2 separate regions of the Mus musculus genome follow, and region 2 is linked to region 1. A link is a contact called in public HiChIP or PLAC-seq data. All regions are on one chromosome and are shown on one strand. Each heading gives the region's core, a stretch centred on a gene start, on an enhancer-like site or on the middle of the called end of the contact. The rest is flanking DNA. Distances are from core to core; before and after follow the strand shown.

Region 1 (2,700 bases), core at 122-2,621:
CCTCAAAGGGAACCTGTTTTTCAGAGGCGTCAAGAATAGTTCTCGGAGGACCTGGGGGGCACTCAGACAAAGCAGCACCCCCATCCCCTCCAGGAACCTTCTCAGTGCTATGTTTAGCAGCAGCTCCTCTCAAGCCAAGCCTGCCCATTATCAAAACAGCCTTTTTATCCTCAGGGATAAAACACTAGTCACTGCTCCCCACAGGGAGGACGTTAAAGCTGTGCACAGAGATGGCAGGAGTAGGGGCATGCGGTCAGCAGAACCTGACTCACAGGGGGACATACTGTGACCCCTGCAGTGGAACATGCTGGGACTGTTGGGACAGGGCCCAGTGGTGTGTCTGCCAGGAAGACACAGGTGTCCCTGTCTAGGTACCTGCTGGGTGGTCAAGGGTTACTGCTGAGTTCCCGCCAGGACATGCAAAGGCTCGGCACAGTCCAGCAGTTCTCCTGCACCGACCCAAGACAGCCTTCATATTCTGTCAAAAGTGCTCGAAAATTCCAGTTCCTGTGTTAGGTGTGCCTGCCATCCCAACCAAAGTTAGGCTGAGACAGGAGGTTCAAAAGCCCAAGGCCAGCCTGGTATAATTTGGTGGGACTTTAATTTTGTTTGCTCATTTGTTTTGTTTTGTTTTAGAAAAGGTCTAGCTATGTAGCCCTGCCTGTCCCGGAACTCATGTAAACAAGGCTGACCTCTGACTCAGAGAGACCTGCCTCTGTTTCCTTAGGGCGGTGAATAAAGTCATGGGCCACTATGCCTAGCTGAGATCATATTTTGGAAAGAAATTCTTAAAAAGAAAATAGCTAGGGCTGGAGAGATGGCTCAGCGGTTAAGAGCACTGACTGCTCTTCCAGAGGTCCTGAGTTCAAATCCCCCCAACCATATGGTGGCTCACAACCATCTGTAATGGGATTTGATGCCCTCTTCTGGTGTGTCTGGAGACAGCGACATTGGACTCACATAAAATAAATAAAACAAATCTTTTTTTTTTTTTAAAGAAGAAAAAGAAAATAGCTTTTTAAATCTACGCACATACAAGAAATCAGAATTACACTCAGCGGATCACAACAAGCAAACACACCCACAAGAATCAAATCAAGGCCACGAAAATGGGACGGGGTTGGGAGAACGAAGGACTCGTACATAGGCAGTAAATTGTCAAGTAATAATAAAAGTGCGAAGGAAGAGAGAGCAGAGGACGAGGGAGGGAGAAAGACAAACGTTAAGAGAAAAAGAAAAGAGAAAGAAAACCTACGACGGTACGAAAACACAATCGGCTCGCAGAACCAGAGGCCAAAGACAATAATTTCCGGCCTCCCGCTACTTTTTCCGTCGGAAGTCGCCTCCGTCGCGGGCACTGATGACGCCATGGACGCGCCGGAAGTCTTGGGGAGCGCTCCGCTGGGGTCCGCCGGCAGCGGCGGACGGTTGGCCCGGTTTGGGGTAAGGCGGCTCCGGAAGGCTCTGTGACACCCCGGCTGGGCGGCGGCCGTCGGGACCCCGTGTTTGAGTGAGAGCACAGTCCTCTCCGAGCCCCCTGCATCCCGCTCGCTGTGTCCCCTCCTCTTCCAGTCGTTGTCCGGGCTCCGGACGTAGTTGCCGTCTCCCAGCCTGCTTCCGAGCCTCCCTTGTCTCCTCTGAGCCTGATGCGTCCGGGATCTGGTTGTGGGATGGGCTCCATTCACCACTGCCCTTCCCTGGTTCCCCGCAGCTGCAGATTCTGTGACCTCAAGCATGCAAGGGCCTTGAATAATGTACCCGGAAAGTGTCCAGCAAAGGGAAACGACTGGGGCCCTACCCCATGTGGACAACCTCACCATGCGTCTGGACCCCGGTGTGGGCGCCTCAGTGATAGGCGTAGTGACAGTGACAGTGACAGCTAGAGGGATGATAGACCCCCAAACTAGTGGACTTTGAAGTTTTCTTCCCAGGTCAGCAGCGGTACAGCATCCTCTACTTCTGAATGCCTTTCACAGTGCACTCTGCCATGGAGACTTATTCAGCAGTATGTAAGTGTTGCGTTTGATTGTCTCCGCAGCCGGTTCCAGCCTCCTGGAACAACCATGTCGCCAGTTTTGCGCGTGCCAAATTCACGGCGCTGCCCAAGCGGAGCTGCTATCTGAATTCTCCTTGGATGTGGCAAAGGGAAATGAACGCAAAAGGTGCCGCTGGAAGTGTCCGACCTAGAGAAATATGTAGACCGGAGCCCTGTTACCTTGTGAGAATGGCATTTTTTTGTTTGTTTCCTTTTTGTTAATAGTTTCTGTTTTGATTCTCTGCGTTGGAATTTTGGTCCAGAATCCTGCCTCGTAAAGCCAATGTCAGTGTTCCCAGTTTCTTAACACGGGCTTTTTATATTTCATCATTCTGGTCTGGAGGGTGATGGGTGACATCATGACCACTGACCTGTTAAATATGCCCAAGTTTGGGTGTGGGACCCTGACTACCTCTAGGAGTTGCTCATTCTGATGAGGTCGGCGCAGGTTCTTTTGCAGGACTTTATCAGTATCCATGTGAATATTTAAAGATGTAAAAGGGTGTATTGCTGGGTGTGGTGGTGCACTTCTGGAATCCCAACCCTTTGAAAGCTGAGACAGGAGAATTCTGAGTTCCAAACTAGCCTGGCCTGCATAGTCAGATCCTGTCTCAAAAAACAAGGGGTTGGTGGGCTGGGAGCTCGCTCGGTGAGTGAGGGTGCTT
Region 2 (2,700 bases), core at 28-2,527, 660 kb before region 1:
AGTGTGTCACTCACATCCGTCCACCCAGATCTAATGAAGATATTAGGGGACATCAACAGTGACTTTACCAGGTAATCCCAGCGACTTCTCAAAGCGGATGTTGCCTTTCTGAGAATAGATTTAAAGGAGTTATACGTATGTATATTTATATTTATCTTATTTGTTTGTTTACATGGGATTCACTGTATAACCTAGTAGTACTTAAACTCAAGATCTCTCTGCCTCAGCCTTCTCAGGGCTGGGATTATAGACATATGCCTGCATGCCTAGCTAAATAATTACCTTTAAACCAAGTGACCCAGAGCCCTTGAGAAGAGACTGCTTCCACATCACACAAGGTTGCCTTTCATACGTGACTACTTAACTATTTATAACTACAACTTAGTGTCGTTTCTTTCTTTCTTTTTAAGATTTATTTACTTTATGTATATGAGTACACAGTAGCTGTACAGATGGTTGTGAGCCACCATGTGGTTGCTGGGAATTAAACTTGGCTTCTGCTTGCTCCAGCCCTAAGATTTATTTATTGTTATATGTAAGTACACTGTAGCTGTCTTCAGACACTCCAGAAGAGGGCGTCAGATCTCATTACAGATGGTTGTGAGCCACCATGTGGTTGCTGAGAATTGAACTCAGTACCTTCGGAAGAGCAGTCAGTGCTCTTAACCACTGAGCCATCTCTCCAGCCCCTTAGTACCATTTCTTGTTTTGAATTCTTTTTCTCTTCCCAGTCTAGCTGTGTACATAAAAGCATCCCACTCTGAAACTTTGTTACAGAGCAGATGAAGATGAAGAAATCATTGTGAAGGCCATGAGCGACTACTGGGTTGTTGGGAAGAAGTCTGACCAGCGGGAGCTGTACGTGATTCTCAGTCAGAAGAATGCGAACCTGATCGAGGTCAATGGTAAGGGGGCCTGGGACCTCAGGAGAACTTTAACCACGGATACTTCAAATAATCTTTCCCTGGGTTAAGAAACTATAGAAGCTGCACATTGTGGTCATACCTATAATTCCAGCTGAGGCAGGAGGATCAGGAGTTTACGTCCATCCTCAGCTACAGAGTGAGTTTGAACTCAGCCTGGACTACAGGAGACCCTATCTCAAAAAAAAGTAAATATGGCCTGAGAAGTGGCCTAGTGGGTACAGGAGCGTGCTGCCAAGCTTGGTGACACACAGAATGTCCTCAGACCTCATGCATGCATACTGTATCCCTCCATACACACACGTGCACACACAAGGAAATAGGAAGTTCTTTAAAAGGGAAGTAACTTGGTGAGCTGCAGCAGTGGCTCCGGGTTAAGACGTTGGCTTAGTTCCAGCTCCCACACAGTGGCCCGCAGGCAGCCGTAGCCCCGTTCTCACGGATCCAATACCTCGTCTGTCCTCTGACAGCATCGGGCACACGTGGTGATAGACATACATGCTGACAAAAGATAGTCACATAAAATAAACATTAGAAAGCAAAAAAACAGGGACTGCAGAGACAGCTCCAGAGGCTCAGGGTCTCTGCTGCTCTTACAGGGACTCAAGTTTGGTCTACACATGGGGCAGCTCATAACTGCCCCAGAAATCAAACAAACAGAAGCTCCTGGCCTTGGATCCCAGCTTTTCAAGAGGCAAGAGGATGAGAACTTCAAAGTCTGCCTGGGCTATTAATGGAGTCTCTACCTTGAATAAATGGTGGGGGGGAAATGAGATGGGTGTCAGGGGTCTGTGAGGGATGTAGCCCACTGCTACACCCGCCGAGCATGAGTGAGGGCCTAACTCAGCCTCCAGTGCAAACAGAAACCAGAACACAACTCCTAAGATCCAAGCAGATGCTTCTATTCTGTGTATTTCGGGTTTAAAGAAAACTTTATTTCATGCATATGGGTATTTTACCAGCATTTATGTCTGTGTCCCACCCACTTGTGCCTGGTCCCTGAGGAAGCCAGAAGGAGCTGCAGTTACTGACAGTTGTAGGCTGTCCTGTGGGTGCCGAGAACCAAATGGGGTCTTCTGTAAGAATAGCAGGTGCTCCTAGCCACTGAGCTGTGTCTCCAGTCCCCCATTAAATGCTTTTATTTCTCCTGTGGGGTGGGAAACTTAACAGTGCCTAAAAGAAAAGTGTTTTCTAAAGTGCTACAAAAAGAAAAATCAGCAAACAAGGCATGGCTGCCCACTGTACAAATGTCCTTTTATAGCTGCCCACTGTACAAATGTCCTTTTATAGCTGCCCACTGTACAAATGTCCTTTTATAGATCCTGTGATGAGAACCCTCCAGGCTGCCAGGTTCACAGGGCACTTCCAGCTGTCACCATCTGCACATGGGCAGAAGAATGCAGTTTTTTTCTGCCTTCCCATCAGGGCGGGGTTGGTCTCCTTTCTGGACAGTGTGATCTAGCAGCTGCTTTATGGGTCTTAATGAATGTTGTCCTGGAGAAAAGATCGCATTGTCCTCATGGGATTGGGCTTCGCCACTGCTCTCTGTGGCATGACACTAACGGCAGGCAGGGGACAAATCCTACCAAGCTCATCATAAGTGACATAGAGGATCTTAACATCTGTTCTTTTGTTGGTTTGTTTTGGGCTTTTGTTTTGTGTTTTTGAGACAAGAGCTTCCATCTGGCTGGCCTGAAAGTTGCTATGTAGGCCAGTCCAACCTTGAACTTACAGCCATTGTCCCACGGTTTCCTAACGTTGTGATTACAGGCAGCCT

What was found. HiChIP or PLAC-seq counts read pairs in DNA pulled down with a chosen protein or histone mark.
Region 2: a contact with region 1 is called in an H3K4me3 HiChIP or PLAC-seq map of bone marrow-derived macrophages, with 3 times the contacts expected there. The contact joins the enhancer-like site here to the promoter of Zdhhc4 in region 1. A contact is called at or near these places in 4 of 39 promoter capture datasets (HPC-7-derived erythroid cells, cranial neural crest and embryonic stem cells), 2 of 484 Hi-C or Micro-C datasets (embryonic stem cells and reprogramming fibroblasts), 3 of 115 datasets of contacts at active chromatin or transcription factors (the 230-238 cell line, bone marrow-derived macrophages and large pre-B cells) and 2 of 9 other capture datasets (adipose tissue and liver).

What each region holds. Positions count from the first base shown.
Region 1 is chr5:143,327,909-143,330,608 of GRCm38.p6, reverse strand. Zdhhc4 (zinc finger, DHHC domain containing 4) reads left to right here and starts at 1,371. Exons shown (of 8, transcript NM_028379.5): 1 at 1,371-1,443; 2 at 2,039-2,218. It overlaps 0610040B10Rik (RIKEN cDNA 0610040B10 gene), which reads right to left and starts at 1,301. Exons shown (of 2, transcript NR_027874.1): 1 at 1,256-1,301.
Region 2 is chr5:143,988,843-143,991,542 of GRCm38.p6, reverse strand. It overlaps Ccz1 (CCZ1 vacuolar protein trafficking and biogenesis associated), which reads left to right. Exons shown (of 15, transcript NM_177682.3): 13 at 1-71; 14 at 778-905. Among named protein-coding and RNA genes, the nearest start is that of Gm17135, 9.2 kb to the right of the region's middle. Within about 2 kb of position 1,277, at least 53 of the 459 cell types and tissues checked have an H3K27ac peak or open chromatin away from gene starts, as enhancers often do. A contact at or near this core is called in bone marrow-derived macrophages, where this site is marked.